2 separate regions of the Aedes aegypti genome follow, and region 2 is linked to region 1. Evidence: chromatin contacts called from public Hi-C data. All regions are on one chromosome and are shown on one strand. The core of a region is the stretch at or near the end of the contact, and the rest is flanking DNA. Distances in the headings are between cores, read along the strand shown.

Region 1 (4,716 bases), core at 959-3,458:
CGGATTAATCATGTAATTTTCTTCTAAACGACTGAAGATCTTCAAAATTGATCAGAAGACGGCGATCAAAAGTGAGGTTAGGTAACGAAAATTTTTCAAATTGAAATTAATATTTGCTGTTTCCTGTGCCTTAAATTGCAGAAATCTTGTAGTGATTTTCCTTCCAAATTTGTCACTAAAATTTCTGATTAAGAGGCACTAATCCCTATTCTAAAAGAGCACAATCTACCCCCATTGCGTTAGATCACCAATAACCTGCAGTATGAAAATAATATCACCAACTTACAATGTTAATGCTGAAATATCCTTTGATAAAGATAATAATTCGCAGTTCTACTCACTTGTCTTCCATGCCTTTGTTCTTCAGCATAAAGTTAACCTCCTCCGCAGTGATCGGGCCCTGTAGTTTCTGACCGTTCAGCATCTCATCTTCGAGTTGCTTGATCGATTTTCCGGTCTTCACGAATGCTTCCGACACCTTACGATTACGGCCACCTAAAATAAGCCCATTTAAATTTCCACTCCAGTTACCATCCTGAGGCACCACATACCGTAGCAAGTGGTGATCAGATCGGCCACGCCGCAGCTCTCGAAGAACGTCGACAGCTTGCTACCCGGGTAGAACACGTCCACGAACTTGATCATCTCCATCAGCCCTAACCGGATGACGGCCGCCTTGGTGTTGTCGCCCAGTCCCATACCGTCCACGAACCCGGCCCCGCATGCAACGATGTTCTTCAGGGCACCGCAAATTTCCACCGCATCGACGTCATCTACCACCACCACTCGGAAGTTGGGCGTCTGGAACAGATCCCGCAGCGTTTGGGCGATCTTCATGTCCCGGCAACCGATCGTAGTTTCGCAGAACTTTTCCTCTGCGACCTCACCGGCCAGATTGGCTCCCATCAGCACTGAGCAGGGGATCTTCAGGTGCTTGGTGATGATGTGGGAAATCAGTTCCATGCCACCGCCCTCGGCAACATCGAAGCCCTTGATCAGCGAGAGACCGACGGCTGAGGTTTTGATTTTGCCAAGCAGCTGGGCTCCCAGACCCCGGATGAACTGATGTGGCACGACGAAGATGAGGATGTCGGCATCCTTGGCAGCTTCCACGACGTCCGGAACGGCGACCTTTAAAAGAATACGGAGAAGATACCATTAATACTCAGCTCGAATTTTTTACCTCAACTTTTATTTAGGCCTGACGGCGTCTAACGGGGTTAAAATCATGTTAGAAGCGTAAAATTCGCGGTTTGATAAAGTCTACACTCATGCCGAACCCTTTAAACCATGATCTATTCGAAAGCTGCCCAAATCTCCTTCATTTAATTTTTGTTGCCAACTGATTGTGAATTGCTGGCGAGCGATTGTGAAAACATCATTGAAGGCGATACACCTTAGTAATTGAGTCCGCCTTCTCATTGCCCGGAATCGAGCAATGAGAAGAGACCCAAACAAAGTTGATGGTGTGATTCGGTAGAGCCCTCAAAATAAATCGTATTTTTTGAACAAATAGCTTCTATTGAGCTAAGGCTATCCCTGAAAAAGAAGTATTGAACAGAGGGAAGCGAGGCAATTAGCTCTAATGCGTAGTGTATCGCCAGTAATTCGGCGACATATACGGAATAAGGACTCTGAAGTTTGAATGAAACTTCATTAAATACCTCAAATCCAGAGGAATAATTTGTACTTGACGCGTTGGTGTAAAACGTTCTGTCACTGCTGATTTGACCGTACTTGCCTGCAAAAGTTAGTGTTATATACTCCGAAAGGAGTGTATCTGGGATTTCGTGGATTTTTTGCTTCATGATCAGATCAACACATATAGTAAAACTGGAAAAGACTGGGAAGCAACTACCATGGGATGTATTCGAGGGGGATTATTCTTTAGAGTCATGTATCAGTAGAACATTGAACTCATAAAGACAATACTCAGCTCAAATCTTGGTGATCAATCACTTGAGAGCTATGGGACATTAATGAAAATATACATCAATCTCACTGCCACGTTGGGTGACCTTCATTGTGGCAATTTTCCTCCACTTTCAAGCATCGTCGACAGAACGAAGCTATAGAAGAAAGATAAGTGACTTGAACCCGTACCTTTCCCCTGGCGGTACTACTGGTTGTTTGTTTGTTACACACCTACAGATAATCAGAAGCAACAAAAAAGTAAGCTCCTCGGTTGTTACACAATATGTGTTTGACTCACATTCTGCCGTGTGGCACAGTAAACAGTCACATTTCGCAAACTTGACTGCTCCTTATGTGCGCTGTTCTGAAAGTCAATGGCCACAATGTGAAGTGGACAGTAGGTGCAAGTTGAACTTGTGCCTGCATAATGCTTGTAAATCTATGTCGAGCAATCCCACTGCTTTTAGAACACAAGTAGGTATTGGTGAAGATAAGCACCATCAATATAAGTCCGAGCCACAATCAGCCGGCTTTGACGCTGAGCAGATTAAAATACAGCAACGTTAAGTACGCTGATAAAAGGTCAGCATGCATCATACTAAGATGACAGGGCTGGTGGCGACTAAGTGTCTTGGAATCTTTGGAGACTTCAAGACAGAAAAAATACCCAAAAGAGACAAAACAGGAACTACAAAGGGACCAAACTGGGGCAAAGATAACAAAAAGAAAACAGAAGATAGGAGTATTCTTGTGGGTTTATAAGAGTTAGAACAGGCTTTTCACTAAGAATATTTTTAAGTTTTTGGGTATTCATTCAAATAAAGATTTTTAATTCCCGGATGGTAAAATAATTCTGCATCAAGTCATTGCATCCATTTTCGATATCTTCCTTTGATACAAAATGGTCGAATTTTGAGGGACTTACTCTAACTCATATGTATATGAATTATTTTTAATTAAACTTATAAAATACTGTGAGCTAAAAACGGTTTGAATTTTGAAACAGATATGAACTATTATTTGGAATATTTAAGAGACCACTAGAATTCATTGGAATTTTAGAGATTTTGGAACTATATTAATAAATTTCTGCTCTCTATCTAAATTTAAATAATACCTCCACAAAACGGCAAAGTTCAAAAGCCAACCTTTTCAAAATGCCTTCGGAATTATGCATTAGCCATGGACCTCCTATGAAGTTGTCTATAATTGTTTGACATATATCCAAAATAACATCTTCCAAGCGTTTTTGTCAAAGATTTGGCCAAGAATGTAAAAAACACCAAAAGGACCTCGCTATTTATTTATCCATTAAAGATCTAGCCATGAAAAATTACAAGGAATTTGTTGGGAATGATTGAAAGAAATCACTGTAAATCTGTAGAAGACCATATAAAATTTCGTCAGGAGCCTCATTAGAACTTTTTCATAGATCTAAGAAGAGTCAAACTAGTAATCCAGACAAGGCTTCACCAATAATCATTATAATCAATAACCCAAGAAATCCGCCAAACGGTATTCTCAATGAATCTGTTCAGGATTTCAGTAGGTCTTTTAATAGATTTCCATTTTTGTTTTGTGGCTCAGCATTTCGCCAATCTCTACGAATCTAATAAAAATTTCAAGCAAAATCAGCCAAGGATCTTTTCTAGAATCCACTGAAATCTTATTATCAATCTACCAATAATCTTTTTTAGTGATATCTCAGAAAGAACTTTCAAGAAACTGGTCAATTATTGGCTTTAGATTCTCGTTAGGATTCTAGCAGAGATCGCATTGAAAATTTGTCATGAATCTAAATGAAAATCTAACAAGCTTCTATACAAGAACCTTGTCAGGAGTTCCTAGGTACCCTTATAGTAATATTTCAAGGGCCTAAACTATTTCTCTATCAACTCTTGGAAGATCAGTCATGATGTGAAGTACAGGCAGTCGTGCACCTCCTGAAAAAAGATCTAGATTTGTCCATAGCGCTTGAAATTTTGAAACATATTGTCACGATGTGTTCTCCAAATTTCCGTGTATTTCCCGTATTTTCCCAATCCTTTGTAATTTACGGTTTTTCCCGAATTGATGGAAAGCTTTATTTAAATGTTTTGTGACTTAACGACTGCTCGTATTACAGTATGTATTCGATCATGATTTTCTCCAGAACTTTCATGGTGATTTTTAAAGTTTCCTACAGACATTATTCCAAAGTTTTTTTTTTCTGGATTTCATTGAGTGATTTTATTACGGACTTTATATGTGATTCCTCCAAACTTTTCATTCACAATACCTTCAAAATTGAATTAAGACTAACCTCAAAATTTATTAAGATTAACCTCAGAAATTACTCCAGTGAATGTATCTAGATTTTTTTTTACCAGCAGTTACTCGAAAAAGTCTCAACTTCTTCACGAATTCATGCAGTAATCCTTCTATCGGTTTCGCTAAATTTTTCGATTACGACATCCTCAAGATTTCTTTTTTCCAGAAATGCCACCAAGTTCTCAGAATTTCCTTAAAAAATGTCATTTGAGGAAGTAAAGGGCATTTTTCAGAAATTATTAGGGGACGTTTCTAAAGAAAATCCTAAAGTAATCTCTAAAGAAACTTCTATAGAAATTCCTAATGAGTCCCTGGAAGGATCTTTGAAAAACAAAACTCTTGGATGCTTTCCTAGATACATTTTTAACCCTTCAACACCCAGTGTCACCAATTCTTATTTGATTTTCATGAAATCAGTTGCAAATGAAAGCTATACTAATTCAGTTTGATTTTTGCTCAGCAATAAATACCGTAAAACTGGGTAACTTTGAT
Region 2 (4,716 bases), core at 940-3,439, 42 kb after region 1:
TAAACAATGCCAAGCTGTTTTGAGTTAGGTTGATCAAATTATCGAATAACCCTTTCTGATTTATGCTTGTCAGTGCGTGCATACAAAGAGCAGCTCAATTATTAAAGCCGAAGATTTTCAAATCATACAAAAATAAATAAATAAATATTACTGAGGCCACCGATTTGAAAACGGTCTGCGGCAAAGTTGTAGCTGACTAATATATCTAACAGTATCGGCGTTGCTCTAACTCTCAAGCGCACGTGACCAAACACTGACCTTGCTTTTCCCATAGTAATTCTCATACTAACTACAAGGTTTTGTGCAGTCGTAGTTTTTATCCAAATGAGCTCAAATGTTGGGAGGAAGCTCAGAATTTGATCTAGAATCCAATGATCGGTGTGGAGCAAAACACAATTTTTTGAACCACCCTATGAATCAGTGAAAAAATCAACAATCATCGTATATCAACCCGGTATATTTAGCCAAAAACATGGTATCTTCTATAGCGACAGTTAGTTAGAAACTGCAAAAACAAAATTATTGGATGCGTCAAACTAAGCACAACATATTCCTGCTACTTTTTCAAATCTCATAATTTACATATAGTTTTACAAAACTTAACACCACAAACAAAGAGTGCGAAACAGTAACAAATGTGCATATGAGCTTAATTTTGAATGATTGTTCTGATTTTTTTTAATAAGACTAATAAACATGATCCTGATCTCGTATTTAATCACTTTTTTAATATATTTGAGTTCTTCATAGTACAGAGTCTATGAAAATAATTAGCAATTGACGAAAAATCGAATGCATTCTGGCAGAGCACTTTTCTTCACCGGTAATGTATCCAACTGACCTCTAAGGACGCATATTCTAAAGAGATGATAAGATCACTGATAGAATTAAGGCCATGTTACCTTTACACCTATCAATCCCTTTTATTCATTATGGTGGATAACATGTCATACAAATTTTAATAATTGTAATGGAGTAGCTATATCTTTTCCAATAAGTTCGACAAGCTTTTTTTGCTGTGTCAAAATTCGTAATTTATAACACATCTTGTACAACGTGATAATTTCCACCATTAATTACTAAGACTACCTTTCACAAGCCGCAAAATATTGTAAGTAATCAATCTTCTTTTCAAGGACAAAAAAAAGTGTCTTGAATGGTCAAGGTCCCGCTGAGCAGTTTTTTCCTGCTTATTCTATTGGGGCAAGACATTCAGATTTGACGATGCATCATCAGCCACCAACCAACGATCTTTCGCACGCTCTCTCTAAAGTTAGCTAACCAACCATCGCGAAGAAGATTTCGAACCAATATAATTTTACAATCCATCTCATATTGTATTGCGAACGGTGGTCGACACACTTTTTTGATAAATTCGCAACAGTGTGATGTAAACAAACTTTTGGACGCTTTTCGCGTTTCGTTCATTTAAATTTGACCGTACGGGGGCCGTATTCGAATTCGTGGGACATTAAAATTCAGTGACCTACTATTGACTACGAGATTCCCTTTTATCACAAAAAAGTCTTTTCATTATCCGCCATTATCACCAACCAAAGAAGAAAGCATAATCGGTTGTGATCCTTTGTTCGTTCCACATTTCGCCATTAGCACCCTATAGGTTTTGAGGTTTACGTAACAATATCCTGAAAAAGGTTTGCCCTACAGCTAAATCCCCAGAACATAATAAGACGCATTACCATTTGAGATGATTTTTTGCGCTTAAAGAATTTATCTATAACTATCCCATCACTTACCAGTTTCCTGATCCAACGATACACACTTTCACTTTATCAGCCATGATAAGAAGGGAAGATTCGAAGGGAACGAACTAGACACAGAAAAGAAAAGCACAACTTCCGCTGACAAACTCCGAAGGAATACTGCGGCCAACCAAGAGCACTGGTGACACAATCCGTAGACACAAAATGTAAGAGGCAGTCTTTATATAACTTCGTGTGGCGCGCGACCAAAACAACGCTTCTATCTTTAAAACCGACCGCGACCAAATACTCGGAGCTGGCTATACCTATGAGTGATAATAGAACCGATTGCACTGCACTTCCAACTGATGTTGATGGGGTAGGGATTTCCTACAAACTTTTCTAGCCCTGCTGATAGAAGTTGAATTTAAAATTGTAGAACCTCGAACCGAAGCGCACGAATGATGGAAGAGAACTAAACTGCCTGACAGAACTGGCGCAGCCGAACAAGAATCCCGAGCCCGACGCGGATGGACACACACACCACTACACAACACAAACGAAAGAAAAACAACAGAAATATGATGACGTTTCATTTGCAGCACAGACAAATAGACAAACGCTGAAGGACAAATTGTCTGGTGGTTGAAAATCAAAAAGTGCAACTCTAAATTTGTATAGGTGTTTCAATATTGTTATGAAATTTTCATTTAAAATCCATAAAAGGTTGAATAATGTGAAATACACATTTAAACATTTAAATGATACGCACAAAATCGAACTCTTATGAACTAACACATAACGTGTGTAACGCTATGGACCTATGCACGAGTTCACTATGAACCAATGCACGTGTTCACTAGTTGACGTTTTAGCGGTGCCATGTTATTTACGTGACCAAGGCAACGAGTGAATTTGGCACCGCTCAAACGTCAAATTAGTGAACTCGTGCATCGGTCCATTTGACGTTTGAGCGGTGCCGTGTTATTTATGTGACCATGGAAACCAGTGAATTCGGCACCGCTCAAACGTCATATTAGTGAACTCGTGCACAGGCTTTATTCTGCTCATCTTGATCTGATAGATGAAGCGACCTCGTACGCTCACAACAATTATGAACCAGCATTCGCTGTTGGTTGAATAATCCGTGGCTGAGAGAGTAAAGAGAAACGTTGGCTCTATCCAAACGCACATCTTCCATTTGACAGCTCTAGCTTACTGCGAGGCTCTGCAAACACATCATCATTGCTTTTGGGATGAACTGAGGTTGGTTTCTCCGTCAACACAAGAGCATGATTTCGCTGTCCTCTTTGCCCTTTTGGGCAAAGAGCTACAAAGAGACAACGAAGAGCTGTCTGGAAATGCTCTTCCCCGAACTGAGAAATGGGAAAACATGCTCTCCCCCTAACTGAGAAAGGGAAAAAATAATCTCCTTCTCTTTTAAGCACTGAGGTTGTCAAAACAAGCTCTTCTCCACTGTGGGAATGAAAATAACAAAACACAAACGTGTGAACTCTTCATCCCGCAGAGCTCGTACGCTCACTTTGTGTGTGGGTAAAATCGCTTCTCTTTGGTAGTTGATCATTAAAAGGGGGAGAAAGAGGATAAGTCAAGAGCAAGGAAGAAGCCTGCTCGTGCATCGGTCCATTCTGAAAACAGATGTCCCTTTGTTGTTTTTTTCTTTGGGCACATGCATTTATTTCATAAAGCTAAGTATGCTGTTCCGCTCAAGAAAAGTAAAAATTTCTGCCCAAAAAATGGTCAAAAAATTTCCTACAGTGAGCTCCATTTGAATAGGGTCCTAAAGCCCTGTTCCAATTTTAGTGCCAAACGCTTAAGTTTAGGCCAATAGCACATGTTTACTCAATTTTCTAATGTTTTCCGTTGGTTTGAGTCCAAAAAACATTTATTTAGATTTTGTCACACTCCTTGGCTTAAACTCAAATTTTGGGTGTATTTTGTTTTCCGTGTCCCTTCCGAAATGTCAGATAGGAACAACCCCAGTGGTAAAACTAAAACTCATGTGGTGTTTTTGTCGACTAAGCGAACGTCAAACATGATCTTAAGTGTCAAGGTTCATTTATGGACCCAATTTTTAAATTAAAGTTTAAACATGATATAGCCGTTATTTGAGCGGGAAATATTGCTAAAGTAGTTGCAGTAAGATGCACTTTCTTGTTATTGAATAAAAACAAGATTTCATTAAAAATTTTAGGACCCAATTGACATTTCTTTTCAACTGCGTACTGCGATCAAAGAAGTATGCTTTTCTGGAGCATTTCTTGCAAGAAATTTCTCACGCATCGAGATGAGCGATTACTTTTCTGTTGAAATGCATACTTCGCTTTAAGCCTGATTCGCTGCTGACAAGTAATTTCTTGGCCTATCTTGATGCATGGGAAATTCCTGCAAGGAATCGATCAAGGAAGCGCTTTTTTCGGATCGCAGTACGCAGTTGAAAAGAGATGTCAGTTCAAACGGGAGTCGCTGTAGAAAATTTCTGCAAGGAATCGGCGAGAAATTTCTTTAGCGATTCCTGTTCAGCACCAAATCAGGCTTAACGCTGAAATTGGCCATTTTGGACACCCACCCACCCCCTTGTAACGCTTTTCGTACGAATGTTTTTCAATTTTTGTATTGACCGTAACATCGTTAGGCCACACACCCACCCCCTCTAGCGTTATGAAATTTGTGAATGAGCCCTTTTGCTCTTCCGCAAAGTAGAATATGACACATGAAGACGCTCTGCACCTGAAATTTGTGAAAATGAGAACTTAATCGGCACAAAATCGGTTTATCGGAATTGGGTTGTTTGCGATAAAAAAAGTCACAGTTTTTCCTAGCTTTTTAGGTATGACACAATTTTATTACACTTCAATGTCTTAATTTTGACGTTAAAAATGACAAATGAATTTTTAAATCTGCACGCTCGTTCAGATCTACTCAAAAGTGAGTAGATTTCGACTCACTTCGGAACAAAGTGGAACTGCTCAAAAGTGAGTAGCATCATCGT

What was found. A called contact is a pair of places that touch in the nucleus more often than the background predicts.
Region 2: a contact with region 1 is called in a Hi-C map of whole pupa, with 2.5 times the contacts expected there. The contact joins the promoter of LOC5571293 here to the enhancer-like site in region 1. A contact is called at or near these places in 2 of 2 Hi-C or Micro-C datasets (whole body and whole pupa).

The regions. Positions count from the first base shown.
Region 1 is chr2:21,114,578-21,119,293 of AaegL5.0, forward strand. It overlaps LOC5571293 (glycerol-3-phosphate dehydrogenase [NAD(+)], cytoplasmic), which reads right to left. Exons shown (of 6, transcript XM_021840158.1): 3 at 552-1,131; 4 at 342-495. Among protein-coding and RNA genes, the nearest start is that of LOC5571294, 33 kb to the left of the region's middle. Within about 2 kb of position 2,209, at least 2 of the 3 cell types and tissues checked have open chromatin away from gene starts, as enhancers often do.
Region 2 is chr2:21,157,021-21,161,736 of AaegL5.0, forward strand. It overlaps LOC5571293 (glycerol-3-phosphate dehydrogenase [NAD(+)], cytoplasmic), which reads right to left and starts at 2,190. Exons shown (of 6, transcript XM_021840158.1): 1 at 1,758-2,190. The coding sequence starts at 1,801.